2 separate regions of the Mus musculus genome follow, and region 2 is linked to region 1. The links are chromatin contacts, called in public HiCAR-type maps. All regions are on one chromosome and are shown on one strand. The core of a region is the stretch at or near the end of the contact, and the rest is flanking DNA. Distances in the headings are between cores, read along the strand shown.

The links. HiCAR-type assays count read pairs that join an accessible place to other places.
Region 2: a contact with region 1 is called in a HiCAR-type map of Th17 cells, with 3 times the contacts expected there. The contact joins two enhancer-like sites. A contact is called at or near these places in 1 of 15 datasets of contacts at CTCF or cohesin (CD8 T cells), 4 of 484 Hi-C or Micro-C datasets (bone marrow-derived macrophages, cerebral cortex, embryonic limb bud and 1 more) and 14 of 115 datasets of contacts at active chromatin or transcription factors (the 230-238 cell line, CD8 T cells, the HPC-7 cell line and 10 more).

Annotation. Positions count from the first base shown.
Region 1 is chr14:45,003,734-45,008,844 of GRCm38.p6, reverse strand. It overlaps Ptger2 (prostaglandin E receptor 2 (subtype EP2)), which reads right to left. Exons shown (of 2, transcript NM_008964.4): 2 at 5,025-5,111. Among named protein-coding and RNA genes, the nearest start is that of Ptger2, 18 kb to the right of the region's middle. Within about 2 kb of position 2,789, at least 70 of the 459 cell types and tissues checked have an H3K27ac peak or open chromatin away from gene starts, as enhancers often do. A contact at or near this core is called in Th17 cells, bone marrow-derived macrophages and regulatory T cells, where this site is marked.
Region 2 is chr14:45,140,199-45,145,309 of GRCm38.p6, reverse strand. Txndc16 (thioredoxin domain containing 16) reads left to right here. Exons shown (of 21, transcript NM_001310534.1): 18 at 230-368; 19 at 3,177-3,337; 20 at 4,702-4,892. Among named protein-coding and RNA genes, the nearest start is that of Gm34362, 34 kb to the left of the region's middle. Within about 2 kb of position 2,554, at least 13 of the 459 cell types and tissues checked have an H3K27ac peak or open chromatin away from gene starts, as enhancers often do. A contact at or near this core is called in Th17 cells, bone marrow-derived macrophages and regulatory T cells, where this site is marked.

The sequences.
Region 1 (5,111 bases), core at 1,540-4,039:
TCTATATGTGTTGGGGGCCCCAGACTAGCTCTTGTATGTTGCCTGGTTAGTGGCACAGTGTCTCAAAGATCTCAGGGGTCAGGTGAGTTGACAGTGCTGGTCTTCCTATGGGGTAGTCCTCCTCCTCGGCTTCTTCCAGCCTTTCCCTAATTCAACCACAGGAATCTCGACTTCAGTTCATTGGTTGGGTGTAAGTATCTGCCTCTGTCTCAGTCAGTTGCTTGTTGGGCCTCTTGGAGGTCAGCCATGCCAGGCTCCTGTATGTAAGTACACTATAGCATCAGTAATAGTGTCAGGCCTTGGGGCCTCCTCTTGAGATGGATCCCAAGTTGGGCCAGTCACTGGACCTCCTTTCCCTCAGACTCTTCACCATTTTTGTCTCTGCAGTTCTTTAGACAGGAACAATTCTTGGTCAGAGCTTTTGACTGTGGGATGGCAACCCCATCCCTCCACTTGATGCCCCATCTTTCTTCAGGAGATGGACTGTACAAGTTCCCTCTCTCTACTATTGGACATTTCATCTAAGGTTCCCCCCACCTCTTTGAGTCCCAAGAGACTCTCATGTCCCTGGTACATTCTAGAGGACCTCTCCCCAACCCCACCCCCAGGTTGCTGCATACTTCCATTCATTCTGCTGGCTGTGCTGGTTTGTTTTATGTCAGCTTGACACAAGCTAAAGTCATTTGAGAGAAGGGAACCTTAAGAAAAGGCCTGCATAAGATGTAGCTCTATAAGATCTGACTGAAGGCAAACCTGTAGGGCATTTTCTCAAATAGTGATTGTTGGGAGGTCCATGTCCATTGTGTGTGGTATCATCCCTAGGCTGATGATCCTCAACTGCATGCAGAGCAGCATCCTTCCATAGCCTCTGCAACAGCTTATGGCTCCTGGGCTCCTGCCCTGCTTGAGTTTCTGACCTGACTTCCTCTAAATAAGAAAGTGTAAGACCAGTACATCTTTTCTTTCTCTATGTGCTTTGGTGCTGCTGTTTCATCATAGCAATAGTAACTCTAACTAGGACGCCCTTGATGGCCTCCTAACCTAACCCTGCACACCCAGCTTCCTACTGTGCAAAGCGTGGCACTCACACTTCTTTTAGTTGCTGAGGATTCTAAGGTATGACTTTGTTTCCAAGAAAATATCAGTAGAAACATAATGTTAAAATTAAGCCAGAAGTCCACATATGAAAACTCTCACTGATAGGTACTTTCTCCCCCCCCCCCCCCCTTAAATTTCTTGGCGTTTGGCTTTGGCCTAGCATCGTAGCTAGGCCAGATGTGGAAGTGGTCACCCGGAGGGGAGGTGTGTTTTCAGTCATCCTTTTGTCTCTCTTGGCCCTTTCTTTTTACACTTACAAATCCCTTGTGTTGTACAAGTAGACGAATCAGCATTTGACTCTCTGAAATACCATTGTCATGGTTTCTGGTTGTTACCTGATAGAGGAACAGGCACAGAATTATTCTAACCATCACAACTTCCAAGGGTCAGAGAGTACAGCCAGGTGTGTGTGTGCGTGTGTGTGTGTGTGTGTGTGTGTGTGTGTGTGTGATGTCAGAATGAACTCTAAACTGAGCATCTAGAAAAACACTGGCCCTAACCTTCCTAACATTTACCGCATCCAGGCATAGTGCTAAATGTCCTGGAAACTCAAAAAATTGGCAGGTAGATGATGTTACTCTCATTTTAGAGGTGAGGAAACTGGGACTCTGAGCAATGAAGTAACTTGTCTGGGAAAACTTTGGAAGTCTGAAAAAAAATCTACAGATCTACTAGAGTTTGCATGTGCATCAAAGAAAACAAGATGTGTATGTAATAGGAGACACACAGAGAGAGAGAGAGAGAGAGAGAGAGAGAGAGAGAGAGAGAGAGAGAGAGAGAGAGAGAGAGTAGCAGAATCCATGCCAGGAAAAATACACTCAAGAAGGAGGCTGTGTGCTGTTACATGCCTGTGACATCAGCATTCTAGAAAGTGGGACAGGAGGGCCTGGAGTTAGAGGCCAGTCTGGGCTATGTAATTTGACTATGTCACAAAAGTAGGGAGATAAAAGGGGAGATGAGTGAAGAAATGAAGGTGAAGGCTGTGTAGCAGGATCAACCATGTTGGCAGCTGCTCCTGGAAGCTGTAATTTGCTGATTTTTTTTTTCTGTATTGTTAAAATCTCTGCCCTGTCTGTCCTGTTCCTTAACCTCATTCTTTGTTTCCCCCTCACGTCGGAGCTGGATTCCCACAAGGTAGCTCAGGCTGCAGACTCTCCAGTGTTGGGCAAGTTACAGGTATGTCAGTTTTCTTATGTTTCTTATTCGTGTTTAGACATGGCTTCAAATGCTCTTTATGCTGGCTCTGTAGGCATATCTAACTTGTGTTTTGGGAGATATGTCCTGCCCCTAGTTAGGTTTTTCTGATACCAGAGGCCCTTCTCAAAAATAAGACCTAAATTCTAAACTAGTATCTAGAGTCTAGGGCAAGTAAATTTGTAAGGGAGATCTATTATATTTTATCTCTCTCTCTGTAAATAGGGCAGCTCCCTGTGTGCCACACTTGCTGAGGAATATCTATTTGGAGTTTAGAAGGCAAGAAGCAGAACTTCCCAATGCAAACTGTTGATCTACTCGTGGTGGCTAGTTTCCGTTTTCCCCTCTAGATCTAGCATTCTGTGCTTCATCGGTGCACAGCCTGGGTCCTCTTCTGTTGTAGACTACAACTAGGTTTGCCTGGTGGAAGGGAGGGGCAGAAGAACTCCTTCTCACCCTGTGGCTTGGCAGTGGCTGTTTCCCCTTTCTGAGTCATGACTCCTATTGGATGGCATCTTCTACATCTTTCATTGAGTTCCAGTAACTGTTCCTCCCTTGTTACCCCAGGCGTAGGAGGAGGGACAGCTTTGAAGGCCTCCTCCCCCATCCCCTCACTCTCTGTAAATATTCCTTTTATTAAACATTCCTCCTCTACCCCCTGAATGTGTCATCATTTCCTACCTGAATCATCACTGTCTTACTTGATTTTGTAAAGTTTCCACATGTGACATACATGGATTGCAGACTCAGATTGCTAAGATTGACCTTTAGTAACACAAATATTGTACAGAAAATAAAACCACAACTCAAAAGGGGAATTTATATCACTTTTTTCAATTCACCTAAGTTAACAGATTTAGAAAGGAGTGTGAAAACAGCGCTGTCTGACACATAGCCTTCGGCTCTATGGAAATTGGATTTGTAGCTTTTGTGAGTTGCTAAAATAATACTCCTTCCCCTAGTCTTTCATGTGGCTGAATGGCTTTTGTTTTGCTTTGTTTTGTTGGTTTTTGAGACAGGGTCTCACTATGTAGCCCTGGTTGGCCTAGAACTTGATATGTAGACCCAGCTGGCTTTAAATCAAGCATTCCTCTAGCTCTGTCTCTTGAGTGCTGGGATTTAAGGTATGTGTCACCAGACCCACTGATAAATGGTTTTTAGGCCTATCATAATGCGGCTGAGTGATTGGCTGTATGTCACAAGTGCACTCAAAGAGGACATACAAGGGAAAGGAAGGAACTTTGCTAATCCCTCCAAATGAGAAGCACCAGGCTCATGACCCTTCAAGAAGAAATGTTCATTTGCACAGGGCAATGCATCTCAGTGAGTGGCCCAAGTGGGAGCCCTGCCCAAGACTAGAAAACCATTAGATTTGGCTTAGCTAAGTGAAATAAACAGTCTTGTCCCAAGTGAGAGCTAATTGTTCTCCTCTGCCTTTCAAAGTTAAGTTATCAAATTCTAAGCCAGAGTGTGTTGTTTTTCTTAGTCCAAGTCCAAATCAGAGCTGTCTTGACTCTAACATAAGGTCAATCTCTCTGAAAGTGCACTGACATTAGGAGGAGAATGTTGAAATTTAACAAGTGATGCTGAGCACAGGGTGGGATGGATTGGCCTCCTATGCCAGCTTGGGTGGTTTGGAGATGGATGTTTATAGAGCATGGGGCAGGCTGTAGGTTGTTTGGGTTCTATGGTTTGAGGATGGTAGTTTCTAGAGCATGGGGCTGTACAGTGGTTGTCTTGCTTATAAAGTTCTTGACATTCAGGTCTTCTATGGACTTGACAGCAAACTTGGTTCTCTATCAGATCTCTAGAGAGCCAAGGCTCCAACTTAACAGCAGCACTTTCCAAGTCTTTCGTGGAAAGGTGAGTGGGGTTTCACTGAATCATCTAGAAATGGCCTAGTACAGAACAGACAACTGGGTTCCATTCCAGGACGTGCTAACTTAGGGCTGGCATTCTCAGATGAGTATTCACTTGCCCGTTTTCTCCCTTTTCACAGCAACAACAGTTGGAAGCAAAGAACACAATCAGATTCTCTTTTTTTCAAACTCAGCCCTGTAATATGTAATGTATACTATGTAATGGCTTTCTCTCATCTACCTGGAAAATGCAACTAAAACAAGCTTGGCTGCTAGGACAGGGTCTATAAGGAGGAAATGGTTACATACCTTCCAGGCATTTTGTTTTCTAAGTTGCCTTTGAAATGCCACAAACAATAGGTGATTGTTAGAGAGAGAGTTTTGGCATTCAGTTTCTTCTATGTATAAATTGGTGCAAATGAAGCAACAAAATTTAGTCATCAACATACAAGGAACAAAAGCACATAAGAAAGTGGAATCCTAGAGACTGACTAGTTCTTAAATAATGGCTTAATAGAATTGAGGAAATGGCTCAGTGGTTACAGCCCGTTTATGAAAACTTGAAACTTGAGGATTAGGGTTTGGATATTTAGATTCCACATAATCGCTGGGTAGGCAGAGACAGAGGACCTCCAGAGCAAGCTGGCTAGCTAGACTCATCATATTGGTGAGCTCTTCATTTGATTGAAAGATACTATCTGAATGAATGAAGTAGAAGACCCATAAACCTGAGGCCTTTACACACATGCACACACACACACACACACACACACACACACACACACACACACATGCAGGCATGAAAAAAGTGTGTATGCCATGATTAGAGTTGGCCATAATAATGGAAATAAATAAATAGATAAAGCAGCTTCAGTTCTGATATTTTATGCTCCTGAGGGTACTATGTCCATTTTAAAAAATCTCAGGCATTGTTCTCAATGGGTGCAGGGGCACAGTGTG
Region 2 (5,111 bases), core at 1,305-3,804, 140 kb before region 1:
CTTTGTTGTTGTTTGAGGCAGTGCCTCAGTGTATAGCTTGGGTTGGCCTTGAACTCACAACCACCTTTTCTCACCTCTCGTAGTGGGGATTGCAGTGGATTCCATCTCACTAGCTAGCAGTTAGACTTCTTTCTCTTGTCTCCCACTTGGAGGTGCTGCTGTGATTGTTCATCTTTTTGGTGACTTGATGTATCTTGGTTATAAATTTTAATAGTATATTTCTTCATAGGTCAAATAAATATGCTACAACTCTCCCAGCCCTGCTACTGGCCAGGCCTAAAGAAGGTAGAATAGAGAGTGTCCCACTAGACACCACCCTGGTACAAGACATGGCTCAGATACTAGCAAATGCACTACTGGAAGCATTTGTGAGTATATTGTATATAATAAGGAGGTTATTTGAAATAAAATTCTGATTGATCAATGGTAATATCACATGATTAGCACATAAGTTTTCAGCTTTCAGAAGCTCTGGGGTGTCATTTTATGGCTGAATACTTGCTTGATTCTGTTTATTTTATACACACAACTTTTCTAGTGTGCTGGTAAAACTTCACTGGCTTCCTGGGGCCAAAGTGTCCAGTGTCCGGTAAACATTGTTACAATAAAGATGGTCTAGAAGGTCAGACATCCTGGTTGTAAATTCTTCCGAGTCCTCACTGGCTCTGTGTTGTATTTGCTGCTCCTAAGATTTCCATGTGTATGGTACAGAATCACTGCTGGGAGTAAATGTCCGAAGAGTGCCACTTAGTAGAGAGTGTCTGGCCTGTAGCAAGCATTCAGCAAGTGTTAGCTATTGCTATAATTTATACAGTTTTAAAATGCCACCATCTGACCCATTTTCTAATGCCCTTTCCTGGAGTCACAAGCACACCAGGTGTAACCTAGGATACTTGATTTCAGTAGCTACAATACACTTGTATTTCTGAAGTTATGATGGGGTATTAGTATCAGCTATAAATATTGACTGAATGATCTCCTTTCTCGTTTCTTGTCACGGTGACCTACATGCTAATACATTGGGTAGGCTAAATTAAAGATTACATAAAGGGTAGACTTTAAAACAAGTTTCTGTGTTACCTTGAGTCTGTCCCCCCAACCCTCCTGCTAAGTTAACAGGTCATAATTAATCAAATAACTGAGTTAATATTTTTCAGCATGTGGTTTTCTAAATCATTGTTCTAATAATTTTTAAGAGACATATTGTTAGAGAAATGCTACCTTAACATATACATAGTAGAGTAAATTATATATTCAAATAATACAAGAGTAATAGAGAAGGAATTTGGACTCAGCTGTAACTTCTCCAGGTTTAAACTTGAGAATATATTTCTCCAAAATCTAAAAACAATTATCAGTCTCTTCTTATTTTATTACTTTTTTTTATACTCCAGTTGTTACTCCCTTCCCAGTCTGCCCTCCTACAGTTCCTCATCCCATTCCTACTCCCCTGTCTCTTTATTAAGTATATTTTCATGAAGGAAAATATATTAATGCTTATTTATAATATCTGCTCAGTAATAATTTGTGTTAATGCTCTGTATTAACTAGTTTCCCCTTGTTGGATATTTGTTATCTTTTAGACAGCTTGGTCTTTCTCTCTTGGCTGATATGGAAAAGGAGACTGGCCATCACTGACCTTTGCTGTCCCAAATTCCTATTCTATTTAGTCATCCTCCTGCAAACAGGCCGGTCTGTCCAGGTCACCAGTCTGATAGAAAATCTGCAGTTCCCAGGAGCTAGAACCCTGCCTGGATGGATCGTTCCTGTCTGGTCGTGCAGTTACACTTGCCTCTTGCTTTCCCTACGCTGTCATCCGTCAGCTCCCTGATGCCCCACATGTAGCTGTAACAGCTCTCTCTGTTGTGATGATAGCCCTCAGTGTCTGTAGCTCTGCTGGAGTACAAACCCAGCCTGTCAGGACCTTATTCTTGACACAGGGACTTTCTACGGTATCAGAGTGACACTTCCTCCCCTCCCCTTGTCTTTTTGATAGGTTGGCTTCCTTAGCTGTTGAACATGAGCAGTGTTCAGGGATCACAGCAGTTTGCACACCTCTCTCTTCTAGTGAGTGAATTCCTCGAGGGCAGCAAGTTTCTTACACCTCAGGCTTCTTATTCTTAGTACATGAGATGAGCAGAAGTCACCTTCATCTCATGTTTCTAGGGCTCTGAGAGATGTGTCATCATTTAGGAGAGGATGCCATCCATGTCAGAGATAGGCAACAGGTAGAACTGCTGAAGGCCAGCCTAGGGCATTTGAAGAAGCAGACGTAGGATTTAACTTGTGGCGTAGGAAATCTAAGATGATTATTGTGAGAATGAAGAAAAGAAGTAGAAGAAAGAGTGATTGGCAAAGGGAAGGGAAAGGTATATGCCAGCTTGGGTAAAGGTTGTTGGCATGGTTTTAAAAAGTCAAGTTGTTGGTAAGGGTTTCTAGTGACCCAGTGAAATCAGCTGGTAGGTAGTAAGCCTGCTTTCTCCTTCCCTACAGAGCCTCTGGGAACATTTCTCATCTGAAATGAGATGATGTTTCTAGCTCACAGTGCCTCCAGAGGGCACTGTACTACTGCGGGACACCCTTGTAAAGCAGTAACAGGAAGGTGGTAGACAGTTAGATCTCTTACTCCTCACTAAATTCCTTTCAGCTGCTTTAAACCCAGAAGAGGTAAAAATTGGCGTTTGGGCTTGTTTAGCACATCTTTAATTGTTTTAAACATCCAAAGGATACATATGTTTGGAAAAAGCGAGCTAATCATGGAGAGGGGGGAAAAGGTTATAATTTCAGTTTCGCTTATGTTTAATCTCTAGTAAATTAAAAAACAAACAAACAAACAAAAAAAACCCCATACTCGATGGAAGAGTGAAAGAGTGTTGTCTGTCATGGGTGTACTAGCTAATCTAGGTCCAGAGCTCAGCATGAGTTATTGTAGAGATACCAACCTTTGTGTTCTTAAAGTCTGTTAGCAATTTTATTTTGACTATAATTCATTACTGTGATATAGTATTGAGTAAGAATTTTTAAAGATTTACTTACTGTGGTCAAATCTCTGAAAAAAAAGTGTGAATTTCATTTTATAAACTAAAATTGCGTGAGTGATTTGAACATCATTTCTGATTTATGCTGTATCATGCCTGTGTTTTTGTTTGAGGAATTTTAATTATTTTTTTTAACAGCCAGAAATCACTGTGGAAAATCTTCCCACATATTTAAGATTTCAGAGACCGCTACTTCTCTTGTTTAGTGGTGGCAGCATAAACCCTCAGTACAGGAACACGATCCTGGCACTGGTGAGACAGAAGCAGCTGGATTCGTTTACCCCTTGCTGGTTAAATCTGTAAGTCTATGTTGTATGGTCTTGTTTTGCTCTAAGAGGAAGGCTGGGGGAAGTCTGTGTTGTGGTGTCTGCCTAAAATCATAGCATCATGAGTTCAAGGCTACATGAAGGAAGTCGAATTACATTTTCATTAGTAAATGAAATTCTATAGCCTTCGAGTTAACATGCAACTAAATACACCATCATGATATTTTTATAACTAGTTTCCTCAGAAAAGTTCAAAGATGACCTTGTTTAGACCTGTTATTGTAAAATAACTGTAGGTACTATTTTCTGATTTTAAAAAGTAGTAGATGTCCCCTGAAAACAGTGGCAAATAGGAAAGTAAGCATTGAGATATTTACAGACTTCAGTCTGTGTGGTGACAGTCAGCCAATAGCAGTGGAGAAGGCCTTCACGCAGTGCATCCCTTTGTGGCAGTTTCTGGCGTGTTCTCTAGATGCATCACTGGTGCTTCATTAAATGTCTGTGAGCACGGTTCACATGTGCACACATGACCCTTACAGATAAGCGGTTCACATGTGCACACATGACCCTTACAGATAAGCGGTTCACATGTGCACACATGACCCTTACAGATAAACGGTTCACATGTGCACACATGACCCTTACAGATAAACGGTTCACATGTGCACACATGACCCTTACACATAAACGGTTCACATGTGCACACATGACCCTTACACATAAACGGTTCACATGTACACACATGACCCTTCTTCAGACTCACAGATAAAAGCTGTGCTTTTTAAAACTTAATTGAAAAGCAAGAAGAATGTGGCAATATACATCATTTTTGTCTTACTAACATTACATCTCACACTTGAGGGAAAGTTTACCTCGGTAACTTCCACTGTAGGTATTAAAGTAGTGTTTTACGTAATGTGAAGTGTGCTGCATCAGGAAGCGACGCTTCTTTAAAGTGTAGCTCCTTGTAGGACTGTAGTTCCGGTTTTAGAGCTTCAGTGTGGAATTAACATTCTTCCTTTCCCAAGGAAAGGGACAATCTTAGGGGAGAGGAATGTTCGTAACAGGAAGCATCCTGTTAGACTTGCAGAACATGCCAGTTTGGAGCTGACACGTGAGGAGGCACTAAGGGAAACCGACTGATTGTAGAACCCGTGTTGATTGTCATGCAAAGTCACTGGGTGCCTTCTGTTCCTCATCATAGACTGCCCCAGATCACAAAGACACTTGGGAAGCATTTGATTGCTAATATAATTGTAGATCTCTTGTTTTGGTGAAGTCTCTTCATAAGCTCTCTGGCAGGCTAATCATTGAAGCTCATTGCTCGATAAATGACTATTTTCTTCTTCGTCGTCATAGAAGGAACGATTAGAGTACTCAACCATCCTTTCTTGCAGGAAGAACACTCCCGTGGGGAGGGGCATCTTGAAGGCATATTTTGGCCGTCTGCCACCACTTCCTCAGCTGCTGTTGGTGAATCTGCATTCGGGTGGCCAAGTGTATGCATTTCCTTCATCCCAGTCTGTGACGGAACAAAGCCTTGTGTTGTGGCTGAAACATTTACAAGCGGGACTAGAAAATCCCATCAGTAAGTTGTCTCTTTCCTTCAGGACATATAGTGCTGTGTTTTGCTGCATTCGTTTTAAATGTTAATCATAGCTAATGAAGATGAACAGTCTAGACTCCTCAGGTTCGGGATGGAGACACTGCCTCACCTTCTAAGGCCTCTGTTTTCAGTACTGATGTGCTCTTAGTCCATGTTGCTCTGCACATTGCCAGTGTCTTCAGCCATGTGAGTCTTGTAATC